2 separate regions of the Macaca mulatta genome follow, and region 1 is linked to region 2. The links are chromatin contacts, called in public Hi-C maps. All regions are on one chromosome and are shown on one strand. Each heading gives the region's core, a stretch centred on a gene start, on an enhancer-like site or on the middle of the called end of the contact. The rest is flanking DNA. Distances are from core to core; before and after follow the strand shown.

Region 1 (3,169 bases), core at 122-2,621, 460 kb before region 2:
CTGGGACATCACTCACAGACAGTTTCCCAAGAGGGTAGGGCCAGACTGCATCGGGTTGAGGAGAAAATGAGATGAAGACAAAAAGAGAGCTCCAAAAAGCTGAGCTGTGAAAGGAGAAGACTCAGGAGGTTACTGGAGGGGCGTAAGTTTGGAAAGTTTTGTTTTGATAGGAAGTTAGGATTCTAAGCATTCTTTCATGCCAGATGCCCATTTTTAAAAAGTAAAATTCACAGACAGCTTGTTAAAAATCTGTAAAACACTCCTTAAGTCATTAAACTAGACTTGGGGACATGATACAAAGGAATTTTTGGACACCGCCTCCCATCTTCACATCTTGAGCTGATCACCTACCTCGGGCTCTACTGGGCCTACACTATCAATTGGTAGATGCTCTCATCAGGCTCTAGACACATCAGCTTTTCCTCAGTTCTTCAAACACACTAAGCTCTTTGCCTTCTCAGGCTTGCCTGTCACCTTTGCCTGGAAACTCTTGCCTGAATCAGCTTCCTCCATTGAGATCATGCAGCTGTTTCTCAAATCCAAGGCCTTTTTCTCACTGTATTAACATACATAATCATAAAACATTTACTGCACTCTCACTAGTTACCAGGCTCTGTGCTATATGCTTTATTTGTGTAATTTCACTCAATTTTCACACTCATCTTCTCATGTAGACAGGTGTTTTGAAAATGATCTCCGCTTGTACAGGTGAGGAAAGAGAGGAGGCTGCATAACTTGCCCAAGTTCACATAAGTGGTGGTGCCAGGATTAGAACCTAGTTTTTCAAAAATAAAACAAATCGAGGCCACTGCTCACTTCAAGTGAAGGTACAATACTCTAGTTTGGGAAGTCCTGATCTAATTTTATTTATGTTCCGAGATTACATCTGCACTTTACAGGCTATGTCCCTAATTCACAAATTCAAATTTCACCCCCTCTTTCCACTTGCTTTCTGATGGCGGGAGGTAAGGGCAGAGAGCATCGGGGGGCTATTCCGAACTTCCAATTCTGCTTCTCCCGAGGATGCATGTGGGAAGGAGAAGAAATTCAAACGTTAGCAACTTATCTCTGAGCAATGAGGTAAGCCGGGACCTAACAAGCGGCTGGCAGTTTTGGAGCTGAAGCCAACAATTCCCACACCGCATCAGTAGCAAAGGTGCTTACCTTAACTGCCACCTCCGGAGCCGAGTCCACTGCCACTGCTAGAGACGGCTTGGCTGAAGGCGATTTAGTCAAGTGCATGAGGGAGTCGGCGGCTGGCAGCGGACATCGACTGCTCTCACTGTCCGAGTCCGATTCGGACCCTGAACCCGAACCGTAGGAAGCGGCCAGAGCTGCAATCGCAGCCGACATGACGGCAACAAATCTTCTGCGGGGACCCTGTCAGGGCGGAAGAAGAGGAGGCTCCCAGGTCCTGACAGATTGCCATGGAACACATCATTAACTTTCTTTGCTAAGAAATAATTTCTTACATTTTAAAACAACAAGCTAATTATTATTAGAATAACTACTGTCGAAATGAGAGCTTAAAAAAGTTTATCTAGGGAAAAAGAGAGAATTATAATAGCTTATAACTTTCAGGACCTAGTTGACTAAAGAATACGAGTTCCAAAATACCTTGAGGCCTCGCGGTCCTGCACTCCCAGCGTGCAGCGCGGCAGGAAGCACCAGAGGGCACAATGGGAAGTGTAGTTTGGAACGAGGGGGCGGGACGGGGGCGGGTCCCTCCTTGACCCCGCCCCCGAATGGATGTTCCATTCAATTGGCTGTCATCTTCCCTCATTCCCTAGCCAAGCACTGTTCTCTCCGTCCCCCTCCCCCAAACTGAGGATTGGGCAATACCACAGAACCTCAGGAAAGGGGGGAAGAGCGAGCTTCGGCCCCACCGATGGAGGAGTGGGCCGAGGCTGGGTTTCCCACCTCGACTGCACCTGGGCACTCGAGGGTGAAGAGGAAAGTGAGAATCTGAAGTTTTGAGACCTCTGACTGGCCGGGAATAGCTCCTGGGGCACGGGGCAAGGATGGGACCATAGCCGGAGAGAGTCCCGCGGTCCCCCCTGCTTCTGGCGCGGGTCCCTGCGTCCGGTTGTGGAGCGTCTCGCGCGGGGAGGGGGCGGGGGGAGCGGCAGCTCGCGGTGTTGTTCACTCGCGCGTCGAGCACACGGTGGGTCCGGCGGCCGGTGGGCGCCCCAGGCGGCGTTCCCAGTGGCCTGGCGCCTCGGCCGCTGTCCTGAGCGGGTTCCGCCCCAGAGCCCGACCCTCCTGGGAGCCCTAGGTGGAGTCCCGCGAGCCGAGGGGGACCGGCGACCGCTGCCGAAGCATGAAGAAGGGGTAAGCGAGAGCCCCCAAGATTTCACGGTGAGCGCGAGTCCCTGAGGAATTGCTTTTTTCGGGGAGGGGGTGCTGGGAGAGGAACTCTTCCTCACCGGCCGGAGCAGACCGAGGGGTGTGTGGCCCGCATAGGTGACGGGGATGGATGGGCGCGCCTCCCCCGCCCCGGCCCCCACCCCCATCCGCGGGTTTCCCGAGCGCCCACCGCCCACCCGCCAGCCGGGCTGGGTGCAGAGGGAGACGGCGGCGGGCGCGCCCGGGGTTCGGCTGCAGGGACCGCCCCGGGGCTGCTTTCGCCGGAGAGACTGCGGGTCTCACCTGAGGTGCCACCGCCCGGGCTTCCCTGCCCACCCGCGCCCACGGTCCGCCCCGTGCCTCTTTCCGGGGGAGGCGGTAGCCCCGGGCGACAGAGAAACCTCTGCTCGCTCTACGTGCCTGGAGCTTAGTAAAGCCGGCTCGTGCGTTTGCGTGTTTGCTCCGCGAGTCGGTGTCTAAAGACATAACGGTAAAAAAGCGAGTGCAGGCATCCTTTTCTTGGTTGGAAGGGTAGGCGAAGCAGTGCCGTCGCTTCTGGTGCCCGTTCGTGGGGGCTGCCTCGGGCAGAGTTAGGGAGCCGCTCACTCAGCGCTCATGTCGGCAGGACTCGCCCATTGTGCCACCCAGATAATTATTCAACTATGCAGCATCCATTGCACCTTTCCCATTTTTCTTTTCCCCTTGCTACAGCATGCCCCCTAGCTTCGGTACTCTGACACCTTCTCTTGCACTTGCGGATGATGAACTGGAATAACGATGAAAGAAAGCACATCCTATCTCAACATACACGACCTGCCCTATA
Region 2 (3,080 bases), core at 201-2,700:
GTGGGAGAATTGCTTGAACCTAGGAAGCAGAGGTTGCAGTGAGTGAGCCGAGATAGCACCATTGCACTCCAGCCTGGGTGACAGAGCAAGACTCTTATCTCAAACGGAAAAAAAAAGTTATTTATGTTTCTAACTGGGAACATCTAGCAGCACATTTTACAAAAAAATAGGTTTCATTTCAACGTCAAATGATACTTCTTTATGACTCTCATTAAAGAACTGAAAATACTTGCAAATACAGTATATTTGATAATTTCATCTTCTGATCTAGATCTAATCAAAGTTGTCAGCAAAATTAATTTAAGGTCAACAATTCTCTACTCATGTTAACCCGAGGGAGAGGTTATTGTGCTATTAGGACTATGTTATAACTGAGAAACTGTCAACTGCCTTCTCGTACTCCTCTAATGGAGACAACCCAAGTTTCAGAGAAACAGTTTATAAAGCACTCTATAACACAGTGAAGAGCATTATGCAAATATCTGGCATATGCAATCTTGTCAGCACGAAATGGGTAATTTAAACACAGTCCCTAATATCACTGTGGCACCCCAATTTAGAGAGCTATACTGTACCAACTTTGCTTTCCACCCACAGAAAGGACCAAGTATGAAGTTCTATAAACACCATTCTCCCTTAATTGAGGAACTAGTAATTGAAATACATACAAACTGATCGGCTTATTCACTATTTACATGGCCATTCAAAGTAATAAAATTTTAAAAGTAAATCTTATGTTGAAAAAAGTCAAGTGAAAAGCAAGATGTTATCCAACCAAATTAGATGTCTTTAAACAAAGTAAGTCTTTCCTTTCAAATAAGAAAGAGAACCAAAAAATTCAGCAATAGAAGTGTAATTCACATCAATCGCAGTGATGGTATACCATGGAATAGGAAAAAACAAGTTACGAGCCATAGTTCAAATTTTTTCACACCCCTGCCTGTACTGTAACTTGTGAACTCTAGAACTTTAACACTTTCTGAAAGCTGAAAAGAATCCAGTAACTCGTACAGAGAACCTCATGAACAGTTCCTGAGGTACCACAAGCACCTGTTTCCAGCATGTTCCAGCCATGGACTGTAAGTGGACCTGCAAATGCTGCAATATCCAGGGTACCAAAATAGGGGAAAGGCGCCCAGGCACAGTCCAAGGGAGCTAGCTTACCTCAAGGCTGTGTTTGACAGGGATTTGGGAACTGGAGAGGAAGGAGGAGGAGGCAGGGTACAGCCTCTGCCCTACGGCCCCACACCCACCGGCAGACATCCATCCTCCCGCACCTCCCCCCCGCCCCCCTGCGGCGAGGGGTACTCACAGCTCTAGTCTCATACAGAACCAGCTTCTGGACCGAGCTGATAATGGGGGCGGCGGCCGAGGGCATAGCAGCTGCAAATGTGGGTCCCACAACAGGGCACGAACCGCCGGACCGCCCCAGGAGACTCGGCGAGAAAACTCCTCAGACCCTGGACATCAAGCCCAGCCAGGAACAACACCGCCTGGGCACTAAACCTATAGATGACCAGGTGTTTCCGGATTCCTGCGCCCCGCTTCCAAGCAAGCTCCGCCCCTCACGGCAGGAGCGGGGCTGGAGGACGTATCATAGAGAGGTCGGATAGAGGCTCCCGGGACCTGCGTGCTGCCAAGAGAGGAAGCGAAGGGCGCCATCTTTGGTAAGGACAGGAGGAAAACGTGGGCGGAGAAAAAGTCGACGGATTAGTAGAGTCTATTTATCTCCTCCCTCTCTTTGGAAAAAAGAGGAAGGTTTGGGATTGGGTAACTTCTTTTGAAAAGGATTCTCCGAGTTGCAGGATAGATCGTTGTGTTTTCCCTGCCCGCTGCTGAAAGCCGGCCCTCTGACAGTCCTTCACTGAGTATCAGTTTTCCCCTCACCTCTAATCCATGTTGTGCCTACGCTGTGTGGCCCAAGGAATTGTTTTAAAATCACCTAAAGCTGGAAAGTGTGGCTTTGCCACACGTTTGTGCCTGAGACTAGCCACTTGAAGTTTTCGACAGAGACTCTAGCGCAGTGTGGCGGAGCCGCGCTGGAAAGGAGGTTTCTTCATTTCGTGTGTGCTACATAAATGGACATGCGTGTACCCCCCTTCCATAGTTGTGAAAATGAGTGCATTAGAAATATGAATGCCAAATTAGGTACAAAAGTGACTATTTCGAATTGGAACAGAAATGACAGTGAACTACAGCCCCGCCTCCCGAGGCCCCGCCCTCCAAGCCGCCGGTGCGCGGCGGCCCGAGGTCTCCCCGGCAACCTCCCAACAGCCCGGCGGAGCCAGTGGAGGCGGTTGCTGACCTGAGGAGGGTCCGCTGCGGCCAGGTAAGGAGGCTTCCCGCGGCCGGCTGGGTCGTGGTCCGCCCCAGAGGCACCTTGGTATCTGTTGCACGGAACCCTGCCTCCTGCGGGGACCCCCGACCAGCTCCTTTTCTTGCAAAACGGTCTTTGTAAATTCACTTTTTAAAACCACGTCTCCTTTCAACGACTAAAGTATTTATTCCACAAATATTTACTGAACACCTACTGCAAGAGTATAAGATGTAGGGGAGAGGCCGCTCTCCTAACTTAGGCGGCAATGCTAGGTTTTCCCAGGAAACCTCTAAACCTCAGAATCCTCCGCTAGAGGGCTTCTCAACAACCCTAAGTGTAAGGAAGCTTTTTAAAAAAATTACAGAATTATAGCATACACAGATAACATTCATGTAATACGAAAGATCATATTGTAAATTAAAACTTGAGAAATTAAAAAAAGTTAAAGAAATACTTAATTATATGTTATTTTGCGCTTTTCCCCCCCTGTAGTTTGGTACTCCTTTTATTAAGAACTAGAAAGATGGCCGTGTCCGTTCTGGCATTTTGAACTTGGATCTTTTAGCTGGGAAAAATAATTAGCTGCGTTCTGTTTCATAATGAAACCAACTCTTCTGAATATTAGTTAAATATTTGCACAGTGTTTTTATGTAGGATAGCAGCTCTTAAAATACCTTAAGGTTTCTAGTTTTCGATTATTATGGTTTAGCACTTCCATTTTAACTTTGTCTTAATTTCTTTCACCCAGGATCAGATCCGAAGA

What was found. Hi-C and Micro-C count contacts between places; a contact is called where the count stands out from the background.
Region 1: a Hi-C map of liver shows a contact between it and region 2, with 2.8 times the contacts expected there. The contact joins the promoter of CDC40 here to the promoter of FIG4 in region 2. A contact is called at or near these places in 3 of 14 Hi-C or Micro-C datasets (fetal cortex germinal zone, fetal cortical plate and liver).

Annotation. Positions count from the first base shown.
Region 1 is chr4:15,228,097-15,231,265 of T2T-MMU8v2.0, reverse strand. CDC40 (cell division cycle 40) reads right to left here and starts at 1,371. Exons shown (of 15, transcript NM_001261343.1): 1 at 1,165-1,371. The coding sequence starts at 1,353. WASF1 (WASP family member 1) reads left to right here and starts at 2,128. Exons shown (of 9, transcript XM_077999282.1): 1 at 2,128-2,331.
Region 2 is chr4:14,769,879-14,772,958 of T2T-MMU8v2.0, reverse strand. FIG4 (FIG4 phosphoinositide 5-phosphatase) reads right to left here and starts at 1,450. Exons shown (of 23, transcript NM_001172433.2): 1 at 1,313-1,450. The coding sequence starts at 1,378. It overlaps AK9 (adenylate kinase 9), which reads left to right and starts at 1,643. Exons shown (of 41, transcript XM_028847018.2): 1 at 1,643-2,329.